Linked DNA regions of Gossypium hirsutum: region 1 is linked to region 2. The links are chromatin contacts, called in public Hi-C maps. All regions are on one chromosome and are shown on one strand. Each heading gives the region's core, a stretch centred on a gene start, on an enhancer-like site or on the middle of the called end of the contact. The rest is flanking DNA. Distances are from core to core; before and after follow the strand shown. Region 1 has its middle 6.1 kb from the start of LOC121215004. Region 2 holds the start of LOC107910246 (14-3-3-like protein B).

What was found. Hi-C and Micro-C count contacts between places; a contact is called where the count stands out from the background.
Region 1: a Hi-C map of leaf shows a contact between it and region 2, with 2.9 times the contacts expected there. The contact joins the enhancer-like site here to the promoter of LOC107910246 in region 2. A contact is called at or near these places in 8 of 34 Hi-C or Micro-C datasets (callus, hypocotyl, leaf and 1 more).

The regions. Positions count from the first base shown.
Region 1 is chrD02:15,165,079-15,167,782 of Gossypium_hirsutum_v2.1, forward strand. No RefSeq gene overlaps it. Among protein-coding and RNA genes, the nearest start is that of LOC121215004, 6.1 kb to the left of the region's middle. Within about 2 kb of position 1,378, at least 6 of the 9 cell types and tissues checked have an H3K27ac peak or open chromatin away from gene starts, as enhancers often do. A contact at or near this core is called in leaf, where this site is marked.
Region 2 is chrD02:15,035,636-15,038,636 of Gossypium_hirsutum_v2.1, forward strand. It overlaps LOC107910246 (14-3-3-like protein B), which reads right to left and starts at 1,366. Exons shown (of 4, transcript XM_016838035.2): 1 at 598-1,366; 2 at 300-422. The coding sequence starts at 1,095.

The sequences.
Region 1 (2,704 bases), core at 128-2,627, 130 kb after region 2:
CCATAGATGCAGGTTAGCCATATCTTAAAGTTTTTATCCTCAATATAACAAAAAAGCATATTTTCATTCATTGAAATGACAGAACAATTAATGCTTTTACGCGAAAGGAAAAGGGTACCACCACTACATCCACTACAATCAGTACCCACAAGATGCTCAAAATTCCATCTTGACCTAAGTCTAAGATAGCAATTATGCTTAGCTTTGGTTTCTATAAGAAAGCAACAATCAACGTTGAATCTATCAATTAGCCGAGAGCAGCGGAACATTGTTAGGGGATTTCCCATTCCCCTAACATTCCAGCTAAGGACCTTCATAGCTACTTGGGAGGCTGATCAAGGACAACCTGCCTGAACCTTTCGGCAGAGGCAATAACAGCAGTATCATTTTCAACGGTTACATCAAATTAAAAAACAATTAGGACAAACAACATTGATAAAAATAGCAAAAGAAACAACAATAGAAACAACAGTTGTAAAAGCAGTAGAGACAACCATAGAAAATTTAGAAACAGAAGAGACATTTAAAGCAGCAGTAGTTGAATCATCTTGAACAGAAAGAGGAGGTTCATTCGAGTTTGCAGCTAGATCAATATTTGGGGAAAATGGGGGAGATAGCCTTCTTTGTGGCGATGGGGGGCTAGTTGCAGTGGAGCTTTCCCCTGCAAATATTTTTTTCTTTTTTTGATAAACATATAGACTGGAATCATTGATGGACATAGCATCAAATCTTGCTTCAGCGTCACAGAGAACAATAGTGGGAAATGAGTTGGGTTCCGGACCTTCAAGGTTGGAAGTGTGTCTTCGTTTAGTATCCTCATGACCATAAAAGGCATCAGAAGAGTGTTCCTATAGGGGAATCAAATCTAGGTACTAAAAAGGCAAAATTACCACAGTTTGATTGGGGAAGATTGTGATAAACCGCCACTCTAGGAACTTCCTAAATCTAAAGTGATAGTGATGCAATCAATACTAACACATGTGATTGTAGATTAAGAAATTGTTTAAGGATGTTTAAGGATGGGATTAGATGAGTTTAAATGTACAGTGCATTTATTTATACTAAGTTTATTTACACTAAGTGTATAAACAACGGTGAAGATAAAGATTAAATATTGTAACATATTGTAACAAGAAATAAAAATAAATTAAATATAGTGTATCACATTTCATCTTCACCATTTATCCAAACTCACCCTGTTGTTGAAGCCCACAAAAACAAATAAACAGAGGGGAATTGCTAATTCATGCATCCTACTTATTTAATGAATCCATAGAAAAAAGTCTCTTAAAAATCTTCTACCCAAATTAGGCTCTTTGTGTTGCAGACCATTAGACTTTCCAAGCCCAAAATATTTGTAGCTTCATCTTCTTCAATTTGGGCCAAAGTAGTTAACTACCCAATAGATGCTCCTGCATCAATTCCTCTTCCGAACTATTACTAGTGGGGAACCACTAGAAAAAACAATTTGGCATATAGTTTTCAGGTCTAAGAACGTCTTTTGACTCTAGCCCAACCACCTGCACAGAATTCAATCTATCAAACATAGTGATGTCGTCTTAGTAGCCATGGTATCAATATTAGTAATTTCAAAGTGAACATTAGTAGATTGATTATCAACATAGATAACAAAGTCAAAAGAATTTCTACTAGAATTATCTCCATTGTGAATGACTGTCAGTTGAAGCGTTTAACTGAGCATCAATAACTGGGGCATTTCTTTTTCTTTCTCGCCTAGATCCCTCAGACTGGACTCAGCGTGATTGCCCTCATTTTCAAGGAGAAAACGAGCATTCGTGAACGTAAATTCAGTGTTAGAGAGTCCAATAAATCTGGGAATATTTCTCCTCGAATGAATAGAGGCCCCAGCTAAGGCCGCGGTTTGAAGATACACTTCTCTAGGCATGTAGAACATTGACAATTCAGCAAGGATCCTTTCAATCTGAATAAATTGTCTATCTGCCCACCATTGTTGGTTCCTTTCTCTGTATCAGGCAGCGGTAGCAGGAAATTGTGTATGGATCCTTTCTTCTAAATCATCTTTAGAAGGGATGACTTCATAATAGGGTATAGGGTGACTGAAAGGATTTGGTTGTGGGGAAGAGACAAGAGGGGGGTTAAAATGAGGAACAAATGCAAGAGAAAGGGGGGCCTGCATCGCTATCTTGGTTTTGAGTTTGCTCAGAATCAGTTGGGGGCTTCTTCATTAACAAGAACACTGTTAGATGGCGTGCGCTCATCACTATCATCCTCTTCCTCAACATCTATCGAAGGGTCAGTATCCTCATCATTCTCTTTGGGTTCCACTTATTCCTCTTCAACATTGTTGTTCTCATTAGGACGGTTAAGAGCATCATTTCCAGCCAAATCATTATTATTTGCAACATCATTACCATCATCATGAATATTAATAACATTATTAACACCAAAATGGAAATATCCTCTGGCAAAAGGATATGAAGAACTAATGCGAACAGAGACAGAAGGAATTAGCTCCACATAAGTGGAACGCTTAATACCTCTTGATCCCGAGGCTCGAATGGTACCTCTAAAATGAATCTGATGAACATCAAACTCTCTTTCATAGCCCAGGCTGTCTAATTTCCTCCATTTGTTCATTAATCATATCCTCTACTTCCTGACTATCATGGGGGCAGCTATTTCTGGTCTGGCCTATATTGCCGCATCTGATGCAGACCTTGCA
Region 2 (3,001 bases), core at 116-2,615:
GGATTTGGTTTAGCAGATCTGCATCAAAAAACATTATTCACTATAGCTAACACCCTGATTTAACACTAGTTTCTTCCCAAGTTCACAAATTTCAAAATGAGAAGTGAGTTTAAAGTAATAGAATGATGAGAATCAAACAAATACAAATGGAGCTATCTTTTCGCAATTATCTGAACAAAAAATTATTTAACTAATGCTGGTTCATACTTTAATCTAATAGGCTCCAGATTAAACTAAATGGTGGATTTATAGCATAAAACATGATAATGTGGTAACAAAAATAACAGAGGAAAACGCACCTGTTTAGCCATGCTACATGCCTTGTCTGACTGATTGAGAATCTCATAGTAGAACACCGAGAAATTCAGTGCTAGCCCCAATCTGATCGGGTGCGTCGGTGCTAGATCCGCCAGTGCAATATCCTTCATTCAGTTCAACACAAAAATCTAAAGAATCAACTTTGGAAGAAGAAAATATGAAAGAGGTTTCAAAATCGAAGCCCCAACCGTAAAGTCATATTCCCCCAAGTCAACATCCAAAATTGTACTGTAAAATTCAACTATTCAGCCAAAGCTTGAGCTGGAGTTAAAATGTTACCTGAGCAGCCTTGTAAGACAACATAGTATCTTCGGCAGCGGCTTTCCTCTCATCACCAACCTTAAACTCCGCTAAATAGCGATGATAATCTCCTTTCATCTTCAAATAGAAAACCTTGGACTCACTAGCAGTAGCAGAGGGGATCAGATTCGACTCCAATAAAGTCAAGATACTAGCGCAAACTTCCGACAATTCGGATTCAATCTTGGATTTGTACTCCTTAACCAGCACAACATGTTCCTCGTTCTTTCGACCTTCTTCTTTCTGCTCGATGGAAGAAACGATTCTCCACGCGGCACGTAGAGATCCGATGACGTTTTTGTAGGCGACGGAGAGAAGGTTCCTTTCCTCGACAGTTAATTCAGCGGCTGGGGTTGAGCCGAGGACCAGTTTTTGCATGAACTGAACCATCTCCTCATAGCGCTCAGCTTGCTCGGATAGCTTCGCTAAGTAAACGTACTGATCGCGGCTCAGGTTGTCGGGGGCCGTCGTCGCCATTTGCAGTAATGGTGGGTTTCGTGGGAGAGAACGTTTTTCCTCTTTTCTTTTTTTTTTTTTTTTTGCGCTTTCGGGTGTGACGCTGAAGGCCTGAAGATTTAGAGGTGTTTTTTTTTTTAATGCAAGATTGAGGAGGGTATAGTGGTAATTAAAAATGAGAATAGAATTGGTTGTTGTTGTTTTTTTTCTTCTTAATTTTATTTAATTAAGATAAACTTATTTTTGAATTTTTGAGCCAAGAAAAGTAGGTTTTGTTGGGGAATCTGGATTTGAAAACTTAATATATTGATTCAGGATTTAAAATGGAATTGGGCGGTTTTGGAGATAAGATTTGCATGTAATAAGTGGGACCCAATCCAGCTCGAAACGGTGTCGTTTTGAGCATGACAGATAACGGTTTCAACGCGAGTATCAAATCAAACTCTATCAAAGGCATCGTCGTTTATAGTTCTCTCCAGCTGGCCTTTGTTTTTTTAAATTGTATTCCTTTTGGCGGCTTTCCCTGTGTTGCAGCAGGCCAGCCAACCAAAATAAAAGTTTTAAAAATATTTATTATTCAAAAATTACTATCTATGAATGAATTATGCTAAAATATGGATACGGCTTAAAAGTAGAACGCTTCCAATGGGTTGGATGAAGTTGGAACTGCATCTTAATGCAGACCACATCAATGTATTAAGTTAAGAATTTTTATAAAAACAAGGCTAAATTATTTAATTGGTCACTCAATTTTTAGGATATTTTTATTTTGGTCACCTAAAATAAAATTCTTACACTTTGATCACTCAACTTTTAGGGTACTTTCATTTTAATTATCCAAACATTAAATCTCTAATGACTGTTAACTATCACACTACATCATGTTTACACTTTCATTTTGGTCAGTCAAGAAATATTTTTTGAAAATATTAATTGGGGTAAAAAATCAAGGATTAAAGTGAAAGAGGTAGAAACTAAAATAATACACAAAATTTGTCAATTTTTAATTGTTTATTCCATTACCGAAAATTCTATTTTTTTAATATCGAAAATTTAAATTTCAAAACATCAAAATAAATTGAATAAACTATTGAAACAATTTTATCCATTGATAATGTCAACTGATTTGTACTATAATATTATAATTAATTAATTTAATCTCTTTTTAAATTTTAAAATTAGCGAAATCAACAAATAACTCATATATAATAATTGTCTATTAAATTTATTTTGATTGTATAATTTGGAATCTTCCATGTTAACCTAAAAGTAAAGAAAAATATCCTTCAAATTAATTAAATTAATTTTTTATTCTTTGTTTGGGTAAATAAGCGATGAAAAAATTATGAGTATTGTTTGGCATGGTAGATAAAATTAATTAATTAAATTAATTGTAAGAATTTTTCTTTACTTCTATTTTAACATAGAAAATTCAAGATTATATAGTCAAAATAAATTTGGGTTTCGTAAACAACTATTAAAGACAATAATTTTCATTGATAATTTTGTAAAATAATTTTAAAACATCAAAATAAATTAAATAACTTGTTGAAAATTCTTTATTTATTAATAATGTAAATTGATTTGTTACTATAATTTTGAATCTTAATATTTAAAAATTTATGTTTCAAAACAAAAATTTGGAATTTTCAGCAATGAGATAAACCGGGACAATTTGATCAATTTTGTATATTATTTTAGTTTCTACCGTTTTTCACTTTAATCCTTAATATTTTTACCCAAATCAATATTTAAAAAAGATATTTATTGGGTGACCAAATTGAAAGCAACTTAAAAGTTGAGTGACCAAAATGAAAATGCAAACATGATGTGGTGTCTACAATTAACCACCATTAGAGGTTTAATGTTTGGGTGACTAAAATGAAAATGCTCTAAAAGTTGAGTGACCAAATTGCAAGGATTTCAT